Linked DNA regions of Gasterosteus aculeatus: region 1 is linked to region 2. Evidence: chromatin contacts called from public Hi-C data. All regions are on one chromosome and are shown on one strand. Each heading gives the region's core, a stretch centred on a gene start, on an enhancer-like site or on the middle of the called end of the contact. The rest is flanking DNA. Distances are from core to core; before and after follow the strand shown.

What was found. A called contact is a pair of places that touch in the nucleus more often than the background predicts.
Region 1: a contact with region 2 is called in a Hi-C map of skeletal muscle, with 2.2 times the contacts expected there. The contact joins two enhancer-like sites. A contact is called at or near these places in 2 of 6 Hi-C or Micro-C datasets (both in skeletal muscle).

The regions. Positions count from the first base shown.
Region 1 is chr6:8,336,387-8,340,638 of fGasAcu3.hap1.1, forward strand. macrod2 (mono-ADP ribosylhydrolase 2) reads left to right here. Exons shown (of 17, transcript XM_040179259.2): 10 at 4,204-4,252. Among protein-coding and RNA genes, the nearest start is that of kif16bb, 62 kb to the right of the region's middle. Within about 2 kb of position 2,490, at least 1 of the 9 cell types and tissues checked has open chromatin away from gene starts, as enhancers often do.
Region 2 is chr6:8,267,404-8,271,890 of fGasAcu3.hap1.1, forward strand. All of the region lies in intron 6 of macrod2 (mono-ADP ribosylhydrolase 2), which reads left to right. Among protein-coding and RNA genes, the nearest start is that of LOC144409524, 130 kb to the left of the region's middle. Within about 2 kb of position 2,103, at least 1 of the 9 cell types and tissues checked has open chromatin away from gene starts, as enhancers often do.

The DNA of each region.
Region 1 (4,252 bases), core at 1,240-3,739, 69 kb after region 2:
CAAGCAATCTGTCAAGTGACAATGATTGGAGCAGGAACGTGTAAGCAGGACATTTGCATACAGGAAATTGGAAATATTACAATGTGCATTCCCACACGCTCTCACTATGAGAGAGCCAAAATATTGTTACATCGGCAGAAGGAGGAAACTGAAAAATGGGCTGTGCTGACAAGAATTCTCAACCACTCTTGCACACAAGAACGTCAGCCACAAAAGAACGATACATATAAAACAGGACTTGCACCTAGTCAAGTGTTGCATATTTGAACAAGGACATCACAGAGTAAAACATTTAAACAAATGACTCTTGATTTTCTTTGTTCAAACTGAGTCACCCGGAGAGCAGCTGTTTGATGAGTAATGATGGTTCTCACGGAGACAAAAGTCTTTTTAATGAATTCCAGCTCAAGGAGTACTTGAGTTGTTTAGAGTTAAAGCCTCTTAAACAGAAAAACTGAAATATGCAAATACACAAATAGGCTAACACACACACGGCAACTGCATGTAAAGCTCTTGCCTCTGTGGTGCTATTCACCTTTCATTACCCAACTCGCCTACTGAGCTCGTAACCAGTGATATAATGACCTATTTATTACTTTGAAAAGCTATAAACTTAACACATCTCACAGGTGCCATGACAGTCTCGCTAGCTGTGAAAGAGGACCATCAGCGTTTGCATAATTTGAATTAATACGTGCACCTAGAAACTGCAGCCACACAATCTGTAGGAATTACCATGGTTGTGTATTTAGAAAAAATATAACCATTATTCGACAGAGCCTAATCAATGCAATTAATCATACGACATGATTCTATTAGGTATTCAGATTGGTTCATAGATTGTGATTTACCACATGCTTGCCTTGGCACGTATTATTTGCGAGCATCGAAGCAGTCAGGCAGCTGTGGTTGCAGAGAGTAAAAGCATGTTGAAATTGATTCTGGGTACAATCCCTCACTAATATGATCCGGGTGGCTGCCCACAAGCTGGGCTCCATCTCTTCTTCTTCTCAATCAGCCACAGTGCTGACAACATTAACACAGCCCACAGATCAGGAAGGAGCTGCTGCCTTCTCCCCCAAATGTTTCACTGACGCTTCAATTGACATTTGTTTACATGGCTCTTAATAAACTCCATACTTCCAATCCCACTCCGAGACATAAACCCCCAAATGGCCGTAATGGTAGCACCTCCCTCCCGCCCCACCCCATCGCTCCGGATGGAGTGAAGCTGATATGCACATGTTTTTATCACACGCATGTGATGTGTGGAAAGAAGAGATGAAGAGCTCCAGGATCCCTGTGAGGGGTGAAAATTAAAGCTGTGTTTCAGGAGGCCTTCCCTCTTGGCAGGAAACAAAACATGGTGCGTTAGCAACGTGATTGTCAAAGCAGCACAGGGGCTCAGAGTGTCGGTTCAGCTCTTTGAATTGAGGATTCACTTTTCCTCATCCTAGTTGAAAACGATCACATGTTTTTGCTTGAATAAATATCCTGCAAGGTTCATATCAATGTGGTGAGTATTGGCCAGACAGCATATTTCATACGGGTTTAGAACTTAACCCTACAAACATGTGAGTGAAAAATATAACTTACAGGAATAGCTCGTTCCCTTTGAGGACTGATGGCACACATAGACTGTTTTTAGGGGAAAAGCTAGTATAAAATAAAATAAAAAAATGTAAACGTATCAGCTAAAGCTAAATTACACGATTTAAGATGTGCGCTGTTTAATCTTTACATAAACTGTGCAGTGACTTCCTGAAATGTTGTCATTGTCCTGAAGTTGCCAGGCAACCAGAGGACAAGCCGGGCCATACAACATGTTAATTAGTTAGCGGTTCAGCTGATATTCCTCCTCTCATTTAACCCTCGATAGGAAAGCCAGTGAGCATATTTACCAAAACGTCAAAGAATTGCACAGCTGATCGTCCCCTTAATTATACAATAGCTTTGGTGGATCCAAAGATCAGGCAGGGCACCTCGTAGGAATCCCATGTGGGACCACCGTTATAGAAAGAAATAATGCTTCCATATATTGTTTTTCTTGACCAAGTCACATTCATTTCTCGGGCTGACAGCAGTGTTGAGCAGTGGTAATAATGTTATACAATGTGGCAGAAGCTATAACACTCCGTTTCCCTCCTTGCACTATTGTTATATTGTTAAATCAGCGGGCCGTCCTTTGTTTCCCCAAGCAGGGTTAGATTAATGCACTGTACCCTTTTATTCAGTGTTATACAAAGGAAAAGTCTGTCGCTGGATCCACTGGGAGCTCTGATGCTTCCACTTCCACAGAGCAGATGACAACAACCTTTCATCACAGCTAATGCTTGCTTTTGCTTGTTAACCACAGTGCAATCATTGCTTAGACTCAAACACACTCACTCGTGCATATTAAAATACAAACACACGCGTGCTATATATATAGAAGGTGGCCCGACTCAAAGGAGTGTTGAGGCATGTTGAGATCTGTGTGAGGTTGTGGGATGTGCCAGGATCCGTGAGCAGGCATCCACAGCTCCCCCCTCTCTCTTCCCGGGTCTCATCTCCGACTGTGAAACCCAACTCATCCCCCAGGAAACACCCTTAGTTCACTCTGTCTGCCGCACACAATAGGCGTGTGAAGAAAAGGAGAGTAAATCAAAAGTGGATTTTTACATTTTTATTTTAGGGTCTGCCCTGACCTGCTGTCAATTGGAAAACGGGAGTATTTTCGTATTAGTTATGCTGAGCCTAGTCCAGGTTTATTGGAAAAGGAATGTCTCATGAATGGACCCCCCCCCACCCCCCCCTCCCGCCAAACACACAGCCACATACACAGTTGGTGTAGAACTCTAGATCCGAGGCCGTGTGAATACACGAATATTATAATCAGGGCGACAAGTAGTGATGACTCGCTGTGTCTTACATCATAAAATAGCCTGGTTTGACATGCTGTGTTCTTCCCCCTCCACCACACAATGACATGGAGGTTACAGGGAAGCAGCTGAAGGGAAGTGAGTGACAGAATATTTCATGGTTGCCTTTTCACCTGAACACCTCCATTAAAGCGCACAGAGGCTGAGTGAGTGGCGTAGCCTCAACTGGTGACAGCGATTTGCTGGGTTTTATGCAGCAGATAAAATTGAATGTTTATTCCATTTGGTGACAAGTTGAAACCTGAGCCTGACACGTTGCAGTTAAAAATACTTCCATGTCAGGTGCATTACATTACTAGAGCTTATATCCACAGCTAATTCCCACACCCACACAAACAACATTCTGTTCATCCGGCTTACGGGCACAATGCCTTCAGACCACCTTGAGCGAGCGACAAAAAAAACAGCAGAGCGACAACAACGCGGCGCAGCGTGCGGCAGGCGATGCACAAACACAACTGTCAGCGCATAATGCTCTTATCACCGCGCCATCTTGGCACACGGCCTGAGACTCCCAGATACTGCTTATCGGGATAAACTATTGACAATCGGCCGTGCAATGATGTCCTGAATAAGAGATGGCTTGAACAGAAAGTGAAAGGATGCATATTGTTTCGCAGAAATACAACAGATCCAATTGAGTTACTCAGTTACTTATTTTTCTCATTTTTTATTAAATATTAGAAATAAACTGCTTCCCCATGCAGGTACAGCAGGTCTGAGGGCTAGTTGTCTTCCATGAGTATGGGGGGACTCATTGTGTCATCATGCCAGCCCTGCCCCAGTCTAGTTTGGACCTGTTTGATGGGCCTCTGTGACTGTGCCAAGAACCGGCCTTTCATTGTGCTCCATCAGCCCGGGCTTGAATCGGTGCTGGCTGGAGCCTATTCAAAGGTTCGAATAACTGCCGTTCTCACAGGGAATGGTGCTTTTGTCTCACTCTGCGTTCTGGAGTTAGTTTCAAAGCCTCACATTCCTTCTACACCTTCCCACAGGAGATTTTTTTTTTCTCTCTCTCTGGCAGGTACAAAACAAAACAGCGTGAAAGACTGTGAGTTCCCCCACAGGGTCTTGTAGCGTGGTCAGCCGAAGCACGATGGCCAAGTTACAGTAATCAGCGCTGTGCCTTTGGCTTGCCAAAAGCATTTAACTTAACACCATCTTCTCATCTAACAGTTCCAATTGACAAGATGTCACGCCCTTCGCATCCTGATGGTGCGTGTGGATAACGACGTGTCACTCCCCCGTCTGTAAATTACCATTTATTCTTCTATATTTATAGATGACACACCCCCATCCACCAAATCCACAACCAAGGAAGAGAGGGACGA
Region 2 (4,487 bases), core at 853-3,352:
CACATACTCTCCAGTTAATTAAAATTGATATGACATGTTCGCATTAAATCATTATGAAGTAGGCCTACTGAAATGATTATTTCATGGGGTAATTTGGCAGATTAAACACTTCTTTCATTGTCAACCAGTGACCTTGATATCGTAAATGTCAGACTCTCCGTGTATAAATTATGCCGCAACTTTAAGGACCATAGAACAGATTAAAATTGAAATCAGTTATTGTTGGACTGATATCCTATCCTTCTCATTTCACATACATCTGAATCTAGACAACCCAAAGGTTTATTCACCATGTCATAATGACATGAGTTTGCTGGGGAAAACACAGGGGTGAGTCACTTTTAATGGTTTGATTAAACAAAAACGGATTAGGCGTGTATATGATGCCTTTTAGATGCTTTGAGTAGAATACCAAAAGAAAATATTATAAAAGATTTGCTCCTGCCATTCGTTTGACTGGCATTGGATTTTTATTTCATCTGAACTCACACAGCGGAGCACTTGGCAATTAAAAGAACAACCGTGCTACAGGATTTCCCATTCAGCGCTGCAGTGAAGATATTCCATTATGAAACTGGATTTATTAAGTTATTGAAGATAAGCATACACATTGCTTTTGCTTAATCACGGCTTCTGACGTGCTGAACCCATTTCTGCAGAGTCCTTGTCTCCTCAGGAAGAAGGAGTCATGAGCGATGCGTATGTGTTTGTGTGCATTGAGCTCCGTCAGGCATAATGACCCACATGATGGTCTCTTTTCAAAGCATGATTATAATCTGTTGATACTAATCAGGCTCCTTACTATTGATCAAGAGAAAAGAAACCAATCAAGTGTTTTCTTTTGTTTTTATTTTATTTTTTCGAAAACATTGTGACTTTTGGATTATGTTATTTAATGCAAACAAATATAAATACTCATCCCTACGAAGTGATGCAGTACACTTAAATTTGCTCAAAAAACATGTGATGTATTGGGTGCAAAGAAAATTGGATTCCCAGTTTTAGTAACTAATTAATGCTTTATCAATATTCATGATGAACTCCACATTTAGAAAGTTGTAATTAGCTGTATTATCCTCTGGCCATTCAGGGGTGGGGGAAGAGGGGGGGCATCCCGTAGATCGGATCAAAGCGCAGCAACAACTCTACAGTTAATCCATTGCAGAGGAACGCCGCACACAACAGGACCACTTGAAAGCAGCCTTTCGTCTGCCCAGGAGACAGAACGAGATGGATGGACGGTTTGATAATTCACCTGAGCCACCTGGTGATTCCCTCAGTCACCTTCCTGTTTCCTCTCAGCCAGCTGCTCCCCGTACACCCAATCAATCTGCAGTGCCCATGCTCCTGCAATTCAGCGTGACCTTGAGTGGCGTGTCCCCACTCTTTCATTTGGGGTGTCGGTGGGTTTTGGGTCCCTTCTCATTCCTCCTCATTTAGAAATGCACCTGTGCTCAGACCAAGATAGCAGCACATCGCAATGCGGCTCGGGGATTTGACTACATTAGATCCCCTTACACAGAAAGAAGCAGACTACATTTCAATCTTCTTTTTGTAACTTTTGCCCATGCTTGCCTATGTTATAGTGCTTCTACTATTTGTCCTGTGGTCGTCCTAATTGTCTTTTGATATGTGGATAAGTAAAGATTAAAAAGACTGCACCCACATCTCTGGAAAATATCCACAGTGTTTTTAGTGCGATGGCATGTTTAATAAGAAAATGATTGTGTTCAAGTAAGAATAAACGTTCACATTTTTAATAACTATTATTATTTTGCAGCTCGGTGAGCAATTATACAGCTACCTCACGGAGGATGTACTACTTTCATCTAGTACCTGAAGTCTCTCGGAGGCTGTTTTGTTTTGTTCTTTCGGAGGGTTGAAGTCTGGAGGAGGTGGGTGATTTGTTGTTCTGCTTGGCTGGCCATAGACATGTATTGTCTGGGCCAGGATCGGGTGGCAGAGTGGCTCCCTTCATGGCCCCGGTGTGACAGAGCTGTCTCTACATGAAGGTGACCCTCTTTCTCTTTCCGGACCTTCCACCCCTCCCAGCCTTGCCTGGCAGGTACTGTGGGCGACATGGTCTATTAAGCACCTTAAGGATGACCATAGCCTCAAGAACTGGAACAATATACCCTTACTTCTTCATGCCCCTGTGCATGTGTGTGCATATCTGAGTAAAAGTTTCCTGTGTACTGTCATTGCACTTGTACTCAGCTGGGGATATTTTGATAAGGCCTGTATGCTTGGTCAAATAAATCTCCTGCGGGATATAAAGGTGGATATTTTGAAAAGGCAATTCTTCAGAAGGCTTTTAGACTTAATAAATCCACTACTGCTTTACCGTCTCAAACTCCATATCCTGCACCGTAGTGTGAAAGTGAAAGGACTACTTGAAGATGGCAACAACCTTTGGGGAGCACTTTCACATCTGTTGATCCTCAATATCCCCGTACCTGCCACAACGTTTCCTACGTGACAAGGCAGGTGTGTTGTGCGCTCTCCCCTTGAGGATGCCAAGAAGAGACTGTGCGATTCAGATGGCAGCAGCTGGACTTTGTGTGGGTACATTCTCAGATGAGAGAACATGCAGTGACAAGGGAAGAGATCTGGCATCCTCGCAGCAGTTCATCTCATCACCTCCGTGCAGTGTTTGCATCCGGTGCCCAGCGGGAGCCTGTGACCTCTCGTTTCTCAAACGACGTGGATTATGAGCAGGACAACAATGCCTCCGCGGGGATGTTGTAAGGCTAGAAATGTTAACTGCATACACGACCAGTGAAATTCAATGTCTTCTGATAAGCAATTCAACCCAACAATAGAGATGAATTCATTTGTGAATGTATTTATTCATTTGTACTTTAAACTAAACCAGCATTTATTTGATATGAGTTCTGGCTTGGTTATTAAACTATTTCAGGAATGCGGGAGTGACTTGTTAATGTAGAAATAGTTAGTTAAATTAGATTTTAATCATGCTAACTTATTTTTTTATTCTCTATGTACCTCAAATTTTGCTTGATTTGAAGTAAAAGCTGGAAAATACCTTGTAGAAAATAAAGTATGTAAAAGTCAATAAGTCAATAAAAACTAAGTTAACAACTATACCATAATCTAAATAGGATCAAAACACTTGAGTTGACATAAATGGGTGGCTGGATAGTGTTATGATCGTGTATGAAGAAGTACATTTAGTAAAGGAATAACCACTTTTTCTTATGTTCATAACTTCAAAGTATAGCTCGAGCAGTAAGCCACTGACTGTCACAGACAAAAAAGCACTCAAACAGCCATTTTTTCCCTAGTATTTGTTCTTCTGACATTCCTTGTCACCTTACGTAAGACATTTCTGCATTAATGGATTCACTTTTAGTATGTATTAATTGTAAAACCGAGATGCAAGCTCATATTGTTCCAGAACAGCACGACTAAAAGCTCATCAAAGAAAGGTGCACAAACCTGAAATGTGCTTTCGCATTGTCCCCTTTCAAAGGCCTTTTCATATGGAGACAAAGAGATACAAGGCTCTTCGTTTTTGCCGTAGGTGTGAATATCATTAGACCCACTGTGAGTGCAGTAAATGCGAGGAAGGAGCAGCAGCCTTTGCCCATGAGACAATGAAACACATATGGAAATGAGCCGACAGAATGACTAATAGCTTCCCGTTTGAACCATGCGCCCATCTCCGCAAAATGCATGTTCTCTTTAAGTGAGCCATTATATGCTTATCAATGAGCCTGCTTCTCCTCTGATCTCTCTTTAGAGTTGAGCATTTTGCACCCAAAAAAAGAAGCCCCTTAGAGAAAGCGCTGGTTTGCATGTTCTCTGCTGGGATGCCCAACATAAGGATGAGAGAAATACAAAAGAATCTGTCAGTCCCTGTGTTCCTCCTACCCCGAATCCTTCTTCCCTTGAGTGTGCCTGCCTCCCCATCATCAGAGCTCGGATCAAAGTGTGTGAGAATGGCCCTCGGGTCTGCACGGAGGGAGAGCTTACCTGCTCCAAGCTTAGTATGGGCATGGACCAAAGCTGAACATTTTCATTGAACACCAATTCTGTGCCTAAATGGAGCTGTACATTGCATCAAAAGTCTTACTTTGTTTGGCTGTCATCATATCTACAGTGTCAGTTGAATAAAGAAAATTCATCTCATTTAAAAGCTCTTCATACAGCCGGAAAAACAGATGTCTAAAAGATGCAATTTAGTGTTTGCAGTAAACCTGCCCACAGTACTGCAAGTTGTATTACTTCGCCACCACGCTGATATATACTGTAATTGAAAAACGTTGTTTTCTCACAAAAATACAGACTTGACCTTTGATCCGGCTGTTGTTAATTAGTGTTGGTCGCTCTTACCCCTGGGCAAGCTCAGATTCATGGCTCTACGTGTTGGGGGAGCTTTAAAGTGAAAGTGTGCTGCTTGGGCCTACTCTCCCCGGGACTACCCAGGTGACCAGGCGCCCCTCCTCTTAAAGTTCTCGTATACA